3 separate regions of the Rattus norvegicus genome follow, and all the other regions are linked to region 1. A link is a contact called in public Hi-C data. All regions are on one chromosome and are shown on one strand. The core of a region is the stretch at or near the end of the contact, and the rest is flanking DNA. Distances in the headings are between cores, read along the strand shown. Region 1 overlaps Sytl3 (synaptotagmin-like 3). Region 2 overlaps Rsph3 (radial spoke head 3). Region 3 has its middle 52 kb from the start of Rsph3.

The links. Hi-C and Micro-C count contacts between places; a contact is called where the count stands out from the background.
Region 2: a contact with region 1 is called in a Hi-C map of Schwann cells, with 3 times the contacts expected there. The contact joins two enhancer-like sites. A contact is called at or near these places in 11 of 12 Hi-C or Micro-C datasets (the A7r5 cell line, the Rat2 cell line, Schwann cells and 7 more) and 1 of 1 datasets of contacts at active chromatin or transcription factors (oligodendrocytes).
Region 3: a contact with region 1 is called in a Hi-C map of Schwann cells, with 3 times the contacts expected there. The contact joins two enhancer-like sites. A contact is called at or near these places in 11 of 12 Hi-C or Micro-C datasets (the A7r5 cell line, the Rat2 cell line, Schwann cells and 7 more) and 1 of 1 datasets of contacts at active chromatin or transcription factors (oligodendrocytes).

The regions. Positions count from the first base shown.
Region 1 is chr1:49,337,576-49,340,518 of GRCr8, forward strand. The region is part of intron 3 of Sytl3 (synaptotagmin-like 3); the gene reads left to right. It overlaps LOC120099117 (a long non-coding RNA gene), which reads right to left. Exons shown (of 2, transcript XR_005497976.2): 2 at 2,880-2,943. Among named protein-coding and RNA genes, the nearest start is that of Sytl3, 23 kb to the left of the region's middle. Within about 2 kb of position 1,581, at least 3 of the 93 cell types and tissues checked have an H3K27ac peak or open chromatin away from gene starts, as enhancers often do. A contact at or near this core is called in Schwann cells, where this site is marked.
Region 2 is chr1:49,527,778-49,530,720 of GRCr8, forward strand. It overlaps Rsph3 (radial spoke head 3), which reads right to left. Exons shown (of 8, transcript NM_001108463.3): 3 at 2,081-2,222. Among named protein-coding and RNA genes, the nearest start is that of Rsph3, 30 kb to the right of the region's middle. Within about 2 kb of position 1,419, at least 4 of the 93 cell types and tissues checked have an H3K27ac peak or open chromatin away from gene starts, as enhancers often do. A contact at or near this core is called in Schwann cells, where this site is marked.
Region 3 is chr1:49,505,892-49,508,834 of GRCr8, forward strand. It overlaps a transcript of Rsph3 not described here. Among named protein-coding and RNA genes, the nearest start is that of Rsph3, 52 kb to the right of the region's middle. Within about 2 kb of position 1,485, at least 4 of the 93 cell types and tissues checked have an H3K27ac peak or open chromatin away from gene starts, as enhancers often do. A contact at or near this core is called in Schwann cells, where this site is marked.

The DNA.
Region 1 (2,943 bases), core at 331-2,830:
TGCCAAGTTTACAGTTAAAACAGCACATAAGACTCCTCGTGTCTCTGTAAATAAACCTTTAGTAAGACAGGAGCAAGAGATGTAGACAAGGTCCACTTCCAGTGGAGAGACGCTTAGTGAGAATATGAAGTATGGGTTAGGCACCGTGCGTCTGGGATGCTGACCTGGCCAGGACCGAGCATATGGGACAGTAGTGGCAGCAAGTGAACCTGGAGAGGAAAGGTGGGACCAAGTCATAAAGAGTCTAGACTGGCTTCCTAGCACACCACAAAAAAAGGGCTATGGTCTTTGTTACTTTCAGAGCTCCTGGCAAGGGAGAGTTGTTTGATATTCTAGCAGTAGAAACCTAAGAGCAAGGTGTTTGTGAAACGGTGCTTCCCCTCCTCTCTGCGGCCCCTGCTTGTCCTTGGCTTTTCCAAGCTTCACCCCAGCCCTGGCTCCATTGCTATGATGCAGCCACCTCCCTTCGGTCTTCCCTGTGTGGAGGTCCAGCTGGGGTTCAAGTTCCCTTTAGGAGAGTCTAACCCTACCAGATCAGGACTGTGGCAGCTTCATCACTGATCGGCGTGCAGAAATCCCGCCCCCTCCCGCCTCTAGTCTTTAAGATGAGAACAGAGTGGGCTTTGTGGGAAGTGTCTCCCTAGCCCTCAGAGGAGGCTGTAGGATCTGGGGGTTCATTCTGGGTGGTGCCTAAGTATTAACTTAGGAAAAGGGGGAGAGTAATAGCACCAAAGTGAGATTATTACTGTCATGTTTCAAAATTGTGTGTGTGTATGTGTGTATGTGAGTGTGTGTGTGTGTGTGTGTTTGTGTCTATTCGTGCATGTATGCACCTGCACATATACTCCAGCTGCCCTGAGGATCAGTCTTGCAAGGAACCCTGGCCAGTCCTGCCTGCAGCTGGTCAGGATTCAGGTCTCTCCAGTCCTGCTACTCTCTGACCTCCAGGGAATGCTGTCTGTGCACATTTCTTCAAGGGGCTACAGGAATTAGAAATGTATTAACAGCAACAACAACAGTAACAACAACAACAACAACATATTTAGTGGTTTTGAAAAACTAAAAGCAAAGGTCCAAGGAAACAGTAGTGGATGGAGGGCTGAAGAAAAGCCATACGGGGGCAGCACACCTCAGATCCCTGTGTGCACCCAGTCACCCCCAATTTAGGATCTCATACCCTGTAGGTTCTGATCTACAAGGGAAGGGACATCTGGGGTTCTGCACGTAGCCTCTTGTTTCCCCACAATACAACACATGGATCTGAGGCAAATTTATGTTGTAAGCTGAGAGGGCTTTTATTTTTAAATATTTTATTTTATGTGTATGAGTGTTTGGCTTACATGTATGAATGTATACCATACGCCTGCCTGGTACCCACAGAGGTCAGAAGATGGAATCAGATCCTACAGAACTGAAGTCACAGAAGGCCGTGAGCCACCGCTGAAAATTGAACCTGGTCCTCTGCAAGAGCAACAAGTGCTCTTAACCACAGAGTCATCTTTCCTGCCCCTGAGAGCCTAAGTGCTTCCGGTTCTGTCTTGGTCCTCAGCTTGCCACGACCAGCAGGGGGCAGCAGAGAGCCTGCCACACAGCAGCAAGACGAGTGTCAGTGACCACAGTAGACTATGAAATATGGAAACCAGGCTGGGGTTAGTTAGAGGGTTTGAGAAGAGCCTGAGGTGGGACTGACTGGGGAAGTAGCCCAAAGAAACGAGGTGGGGTGACAGTAATTGCAGGGACGGAGATCAAGTGTGGCCCAGGGGAACCAGGCAATGAAGTGGAAAGCGCTGTAGGTGTGGAGGAGCCCAGGCAAGACAAGAACATCACAGGGACACCAAATGGGCTTTTGATTGAGGACCTGGATGACAGAATGACAGCATTAGACTTGGGGGTGGGACAACAGTGCCTTGGGGGTGGTGCCTCAGGGCCAGGTATTACAGGGCTTGGTATTGTATCCAAGGACACGAGGATGAAAGAAGTGAAGGGAAGGTAAACAGGCTATGGAGTGGGTGCTCAGAGCCCATTGTCACTGTGTCTTTGTCCCGGGTTCTACTGAGTATACAATGTTGCCATTTTTCTTGTCTCTTTTTCTTCCCCTTTCCTTGCTCTCCCCTGCGACTGTGACTATGCACTTCATCACTATGCAGTGAAGTTGGTTCCAGGTACTGCCTGCTGCTTTCACTAGTTTAACTTCCAGCCTTTGGGAGAGGCCTTTTGTTTGCACTGGAGAAGTATTCCTCAGTGGACCAGCATGTAGGGATGCTCCCAGGTTGCTTTGAGGACTCTTTTATGAAGCCCCAAAATATATACAGTCAAGGAGACTCAAAACATACGACATAAAATCAGGGTCAGTGGTACATGCCAACGAGTTGAGCCCTGGGAGGTGGGAAGACCAGGATTTGAAGTTGAAGCCCTACTCAGACTATGTACATTCAAGGCTAGCCTGGGCTACACAAGAAGACAGAGATCCTTTATGATCTTAAGGATTCCTGCCCTTTCCGGGGCCAGCTTAGCTAAAGACCTGAAGCTGGGGCTATATCCTGCCTTAAGGGTTGGAGATTGATACCAGGGCTTAACTCTAGATGTTGTCCCTCCCTCCTAGGGTCCCCCTCCCCCACATTCCATCCCAAATGTTCTCAACACCCTGCTCTGCTCTGTCTGTGTGTCCTTAAGTAGCATTGACACTCACATCTATGAAATGAATTAAAATCTTCCAAACCACACAAGAGCTACCCTGACCTCCCAGAGCCCTGGCCTGATGAATTGGGCTGCGTAGAGGCTCTAGATGTCTCCTTGAGCTGCAAACCTACTACCATGCTGCTGCACCCCCTAACTCCCCACCCCCATGCTGGTAGCCAAGAACTACTGAGGTCACGAAACATGGACAGACAGATTTTATTTGAGAGGGTTTAATACATCATGAAACAAAAAGGGCAGGTGCGG
Region 2 (2,943 bases), core at 169-2,668, 190 kb after region 1:
TCTTTGGTATTCTCCTATGCATAGTTTAGAAACAGACACATGCAGACACGTGTCGCATTAATACCTGGATGAGGCAGGGCGACATGTACCATGTGAAGCACTTGAACACTGGCATTAAATACTGAATACAGGATCCAGCCAAGATATAGCTCGCTGCCCTCAATCTCCTCATGTGTTAGAAGGGTCAGTTACTTGTCACACAGAATCTTTTTAACACAAGCGAGTAACAGGTAAAGGGCCAGAGGCAACAGTAAAGAAAAAGTAGGGCTTTATCAGTTAATATTCGGATGGTTCTGAAGCTTGGCTTGAGACCCCCCTCTCCAACACACACACACACACACACACACACACACACACACACACACACACACACACACACACGCACACGCACACATTAGCCAAGCTCTCCTGTTTTGAGCTGATGATTTTGAGTTGATCACACTCAGAGCTTTCAGACACACCTAGGCCCAACACTAAGCCTCAGCTGTCAGGATCACAAGGATAGCTAATCACTGACACCCACTCATTCTAGGTTTGGCTTAAGAGCAGGGGGAAGCAGTGTGGTTTATTCTTTTTGCTTTTAGTTTAGAAATAATCCTGGTGATCTGCTTATGGCCTTCTCTGCATAGAAGGAGAATCTCAAGTCACATCAGTCTAAAGAAAACACCAAGTACTGTCAGATTACCAAAGTCCTGTCAACAGGAAATGCCTTGTCCAGCATGGCCTGGTCCTGGAAACCTGACTAGGGGCAGTGAAGAAATGAAGAAAGGACACATAGACACAGCACAGAAAGACTGGGGTCAGGTGGGCTTTGCCCACTGTGATGGAGTGGCACCTACTATCCCAGCAACCCAGAGTCTCAGCACATTTATGCACACCATGGGATGGGGTGGGGAGTGGTTAGCGAGTCTCTGTAGGAGTGACTGTAGCAAGTAGTCTCAGGCCATAAACATCTGGGAGGAGAAAGCTGCAGTTGCTTATTTTTGCACACACTGGTCAATCACCCGTAAACACATACTTGCACACTGTCAATATTCACACTCAGAGCAGAAGGCTTGGCCAATTTGCTATGGGTCTGAAGCCCATGTCAATAATACACGAATTTACTCAGAACTTCATGTGCTGCTTACACATTCCCTCACGGTACCTGTGTTATGTACACACTCAGTCAGGGCCTCCTTAGCTCCCCATAAGGAAAGTCTCTACAGCTGAGAGGGAGGCAAGCAGGGAATCCTGGAACCTGCTTTACAGACACCTATGTGCAAAGTCAAAGAGAGCAAAGGAGACAGGCCAGTGCGAAAAGCAGATGACTAAAAATGAGTGGGTTCATTCTCCCTGAAGGACAAGTAAATGTCCACACAGAGCTGCAATGCTCTCTTGTCAGTCTTGAAAGGAAAAGTGACTCATGTTGGGCTGTGAGTAATAATTCTACTTTAATAGTGTGCTGGCTAATTTGATGTCAACTTGTCCATGCTTGGAGTCATCTGAGAGGAAGGAATTTCAGTTGAGAAAATGCCTCCATAAGATTGAGCTGTAAGAAATCCTGTAGGGCATTTTCCTAATTAGTGATAGAAGGGGAGGGCCCAGCCCATTGTGGGTGGTGCCATCCCTGGGAAGGTGGCCCTGGGATCTATAAGAGAGCAGGCTGAGCAAGCCATTGGGATGTAGGCCAGTAAGCAGCACCCTCCACGGCCTTTGCATCAGCTCCTCCAGATTCCAGCCCTGCTTGAGTTCCTGTCAGGACTTACAGACTACAATGCGGAAGTGTGAGCCAAATAACCCTTTCCTCTCCAAGTTACTTGGTGGTGGTGTTTATCACGGCAGTGGTCACCCTCACTACGACAGACATACAATATGTGGAAAGGGCAGAGGGAATGTGTAGTCAAGGGACTCTTATCAAGTCCAAATCCCTCCTTCTAGTACTTCTGACACTAATGATATGAGATCTATTTGTTTACTAAACAGATGTCCTTACCATATAACAGGGATACAGAAATATTATAAAGAAAACAAAATGTAAGCTCCAATGGACTGACATGAACAGCTCGTGAGCTGTGATGCCAGGGGCGTGGTCAGATACCTGTCTGCACATCCACATGCTTTCTGCCCTCCACGGGCTCAGGTGTTCGTGGTCTGAGTTGCTGTTGGGCTCGTTTTCTGGCAAGAGCCCTTCTTCTGGCCTGCTGCTGCTGCTGAAGCTCTAGAGGGTCCGGCTGTCCAGGCTGAGAGGGACAGACAAGGCTTAGAAAGAGCAGACAGTACTTCTCAAAGCAGACAGCTGCTGACACGGACCAGGCCACCCCTGGCTAGCAGCAAAGCTGTGTCAGCTAATGGCTCCTGATGATTACTGGTGTGATGAGGGCCATTTTGTTGGGATGTGGTCAGCTGACACAAAGCTAACAGCAAACGCACAGTGGGACACATGGGTACAGAGTCCTACTAACCCTATTTCTCTCTATTAAGCACTTTTACCACTAATTCTTCTGGTGCCTAGTAAAGTGTGTGTGTGTGTGTGTATTCTGTTACAGTAAATTTTTAGTGATAGTAAAGAAATGGAAAACCATTATTATTTTTTTTAAATCTGAGTTTAAGGGAATAGATTTCCCTTGAATTTTTATCAGTTCAGTTCAAAGAGAAAACATCCTGAGTCCAAAGAAAGCTTCTTCAAGTACACAAAATAAGCTATTAAGAGGGCTGGAGACACTGCCTGTTGTAACTCAATACAATTATGAAAGGAAAAGGGAAATTGGATAGTATTTTGAATGAAAAAAGTTTCAATATTTGAAACTTGAACACATTTTAAATCTTGTATGACTATGTATTTGTATATGTGCAAGTTCATGTCTGCGAGTGTGGGCTGGTAGTCCATGAACCATAGCACATGTACAAAGGCCAGAGGACAACCCTGGGTGTCATCCTCAGAAATGCCACCACCACCTAAGA
Region 3 (2,943 bases), core at 235-2,734, 170 kb after region 1:
TTTCGTGACATCATTTAATTCATTAGTTCAACTTCTACACTGAGAATTACATTCTAGGTAAAATTAAAATAGGGGACTGATGTTTGAGAGAACGTTCATCTATGACTGAACTTCCCACCAAACTAAGAAGATTAAAAAATAATAATGTTCTGACCCTGACACAGACCGACTGAATCATAACTTGTATTTACTGAAAAAATTAAAGAGAGTACTGTTTTAAAAAGGACTTCCAGCTGGGTGTGATGGTGCACATCTTTAGTCCCAGCACCTGGGAGACAGAGGCTCATGGATCTGTGAGTTTGAGCCCAGCCTGGTCTACAGAGAGAGTTCCAGGGCAGCTAGGACCACACAGAGAAACCTTGTCTCAGAAAACAAATAAAAAACACCTTCAGTGGGGCTGGAGAGATGGCTTAGTGGCTAAGAGTCCTGGCCTCTCATCTAGGCAACCTGGGTTCAATTCCCCACCGCATCCACACGATAGTTTACAATCATCTGTAACTTCAGTCCTCAGGAATCCAAGTCTTCTTCTGGCCTCCTTACACACAAATCTAGTGAAATCAAGGGGTTTTGGAATGCCTTTTTAAAAATATGAGCTTTGTTATCTTCAGGTTCCAAGGCAAGCAAGTAACTAACTAACTAACTAAACTAACCTAATTAACTAACTAACCAATCAGCCACCAACTCCTTTAGGAGTAGCTCACCTCAGCCATAACAGGGCTCAAGAAGTTTGCCCAGGGAGGGAGGCGGGACTCAGTTAACAATGCCCAGGAAGTGTAGTCAGGGCAGAACCAGCTGTTTGCTCACTCCTGTGTCCAGTCTCCATGATGGGTCCCAACACACAGCACACACTACATAAATATTTGCTGACTAAGGCAGTGGCAAGGCATACAGATCAGCTGTATAGGTCCTCTCTCCCCCCACCCCCACCCCCAGTTTCTCCCCACAGTGCAGACCTATTCCCTGGGTTCTTTCTTAGGTGTGCCCCCACCCCCGCCAGCATGCAGTGGGGACTGTCACACTTCACGGGATGTTTCTGTGTTGATGTTTCTTCAGTTTGAAAAGAATAGATGGCTTTTGCTAACAATTGAAGACAATGTTTTAAGAAAAAAAGACTTTAATGAATAATCTACAATAGGCAAACAAAAAGAAAAAGAAAACCCTTCACGTTTTCAGTCTCCGCCCCCCATTAAAAGTGAGCCAATGGTTTCTAAGGCTGCTGCTAAATCTTCCTGATGGCGTGGCTGAAGCTTGGCTTTGGAACAAATTAGACCCCTGTAAGACACAGATAGATGAAATATGAATTAATGAAGGACAGTCATTTGTTGAAGAAAGAAAGCTAAAATAGTACCCGGATGTGTGATTTCCCATGAGTCCCACTTCTTAGAAACTGGCATCCAGCCAAGAGTTCAATGAGCGTAGACTAGGGGTACACTCCAGCAGAAAGAAACACACAGTGCTCTCTTTGTCTAAAGATTAAATGGACTTAGTTAGCACAGTAGTGACTAAGCCAGCCGCAGGGATGTGTGTCTGGGAAACTGAGGCCTCAGGATCGTAAGCTCCAGGCCAACTGGGGCTATGTCACAAGACCCTCCTTAAAAATCCAAACCTGGAACCAAAAGGTAATGACTCATACTTGATGGCTGAGGAAGACTGAAGCAGTTCTGATGAGGTAATGACCTCATCTTTTAAAACTATTGTCAGCTTGACGGTGGCTCATATTGACCTTCCACACACTGTGACTTTGTTAGGAATGGTTACAGCGGGCACACACGAGAAGTGAAAGCATGCTAGAAATAACCAACTCATAGACTGATGAGTCCTTTGCATAATTTGCACATTTTAAGTTTTTTCCTTAAAGGAAATAAGGTTGGTCTACCTGACTGTCGGTTTGCTTGCCTGCCTGCTACCTTATCATGTCAACCTCTGGCCTCCACAGGGATGCTTCCGTGCATGTATAAGCACCCTCCACATGTGTACTCCGATACATATCAACATCTGTATATCTGCATGTACATATTTAAAGCTTGACATGGTATTTATTAGAATTAGGAACTTTTTAAAAAAAAAACAAGGGTTGGGGATTTAGCTCAGTGGTAGAGCGCTTGTTTAGCAAGCGCAAGGTTCTGGGTTCGGTCGGTCCCCAGCTCCGAAAAAAAGAAAAGAAAAGAAAAGAAAAAGAATGAAGTTTTAAAAAAACCAAAAACAAATACTTCTTACAAGAATCCAAGCATAGCAACTTTGTTAGTTGCAACTACACAGACAAAAGCCATAGTTCTATCTTTTCTTTCCTTCCTTCCTTCCTTAAACTGCTTCAGACATAGAAAGGAGGAAAGTAACCAACACCGAGTCTGCCTGCATAACCTAGAGTCCCCTTCCCGCCTCTAAGCCACAACAGCATCTCTTTGCAAAATCTCCTTGGCCATGACTGCTCACAGTCACGGACTCTCAAGACCGCCTAACAGCTTTGGGGACTCTGTTTACTGTACCAATCACAGCCACTTCTTCTTCGGGGGCAGCTCTGTCCCAAATGACAGATTAACCAGAGCAGGTGCTAAGTAAACCATAAAAACAGCCATTAAGGACTTTTTGCTGACAGCCTGGACATGCATTCATGGAGAATATGAATATATATACATATATATATACACATATAGTCAGACTTTATAAAGAATATGTCTGTCTCATATATGTGTGTGTATACATATATATATTCATTTATAAAATTTTATTTTTAAATGTGCTTGGTTTAAAATTTATCATAAAACATTGCCAAGGGGAGTGACTCCTTAGGGGGCAGCATCTGTCTGCCAGTCACCTTGGTCCTCTCCCCATCCCGCTCTTCTGATGACGTCATCTGGCCAGTCCCTAGCTCCTCTTCCCATCTCCTTCCCGTCCTCCACAGCTGTCTCCTTGTGGACGTCTCCACTCTTCACTCCTTCTCTC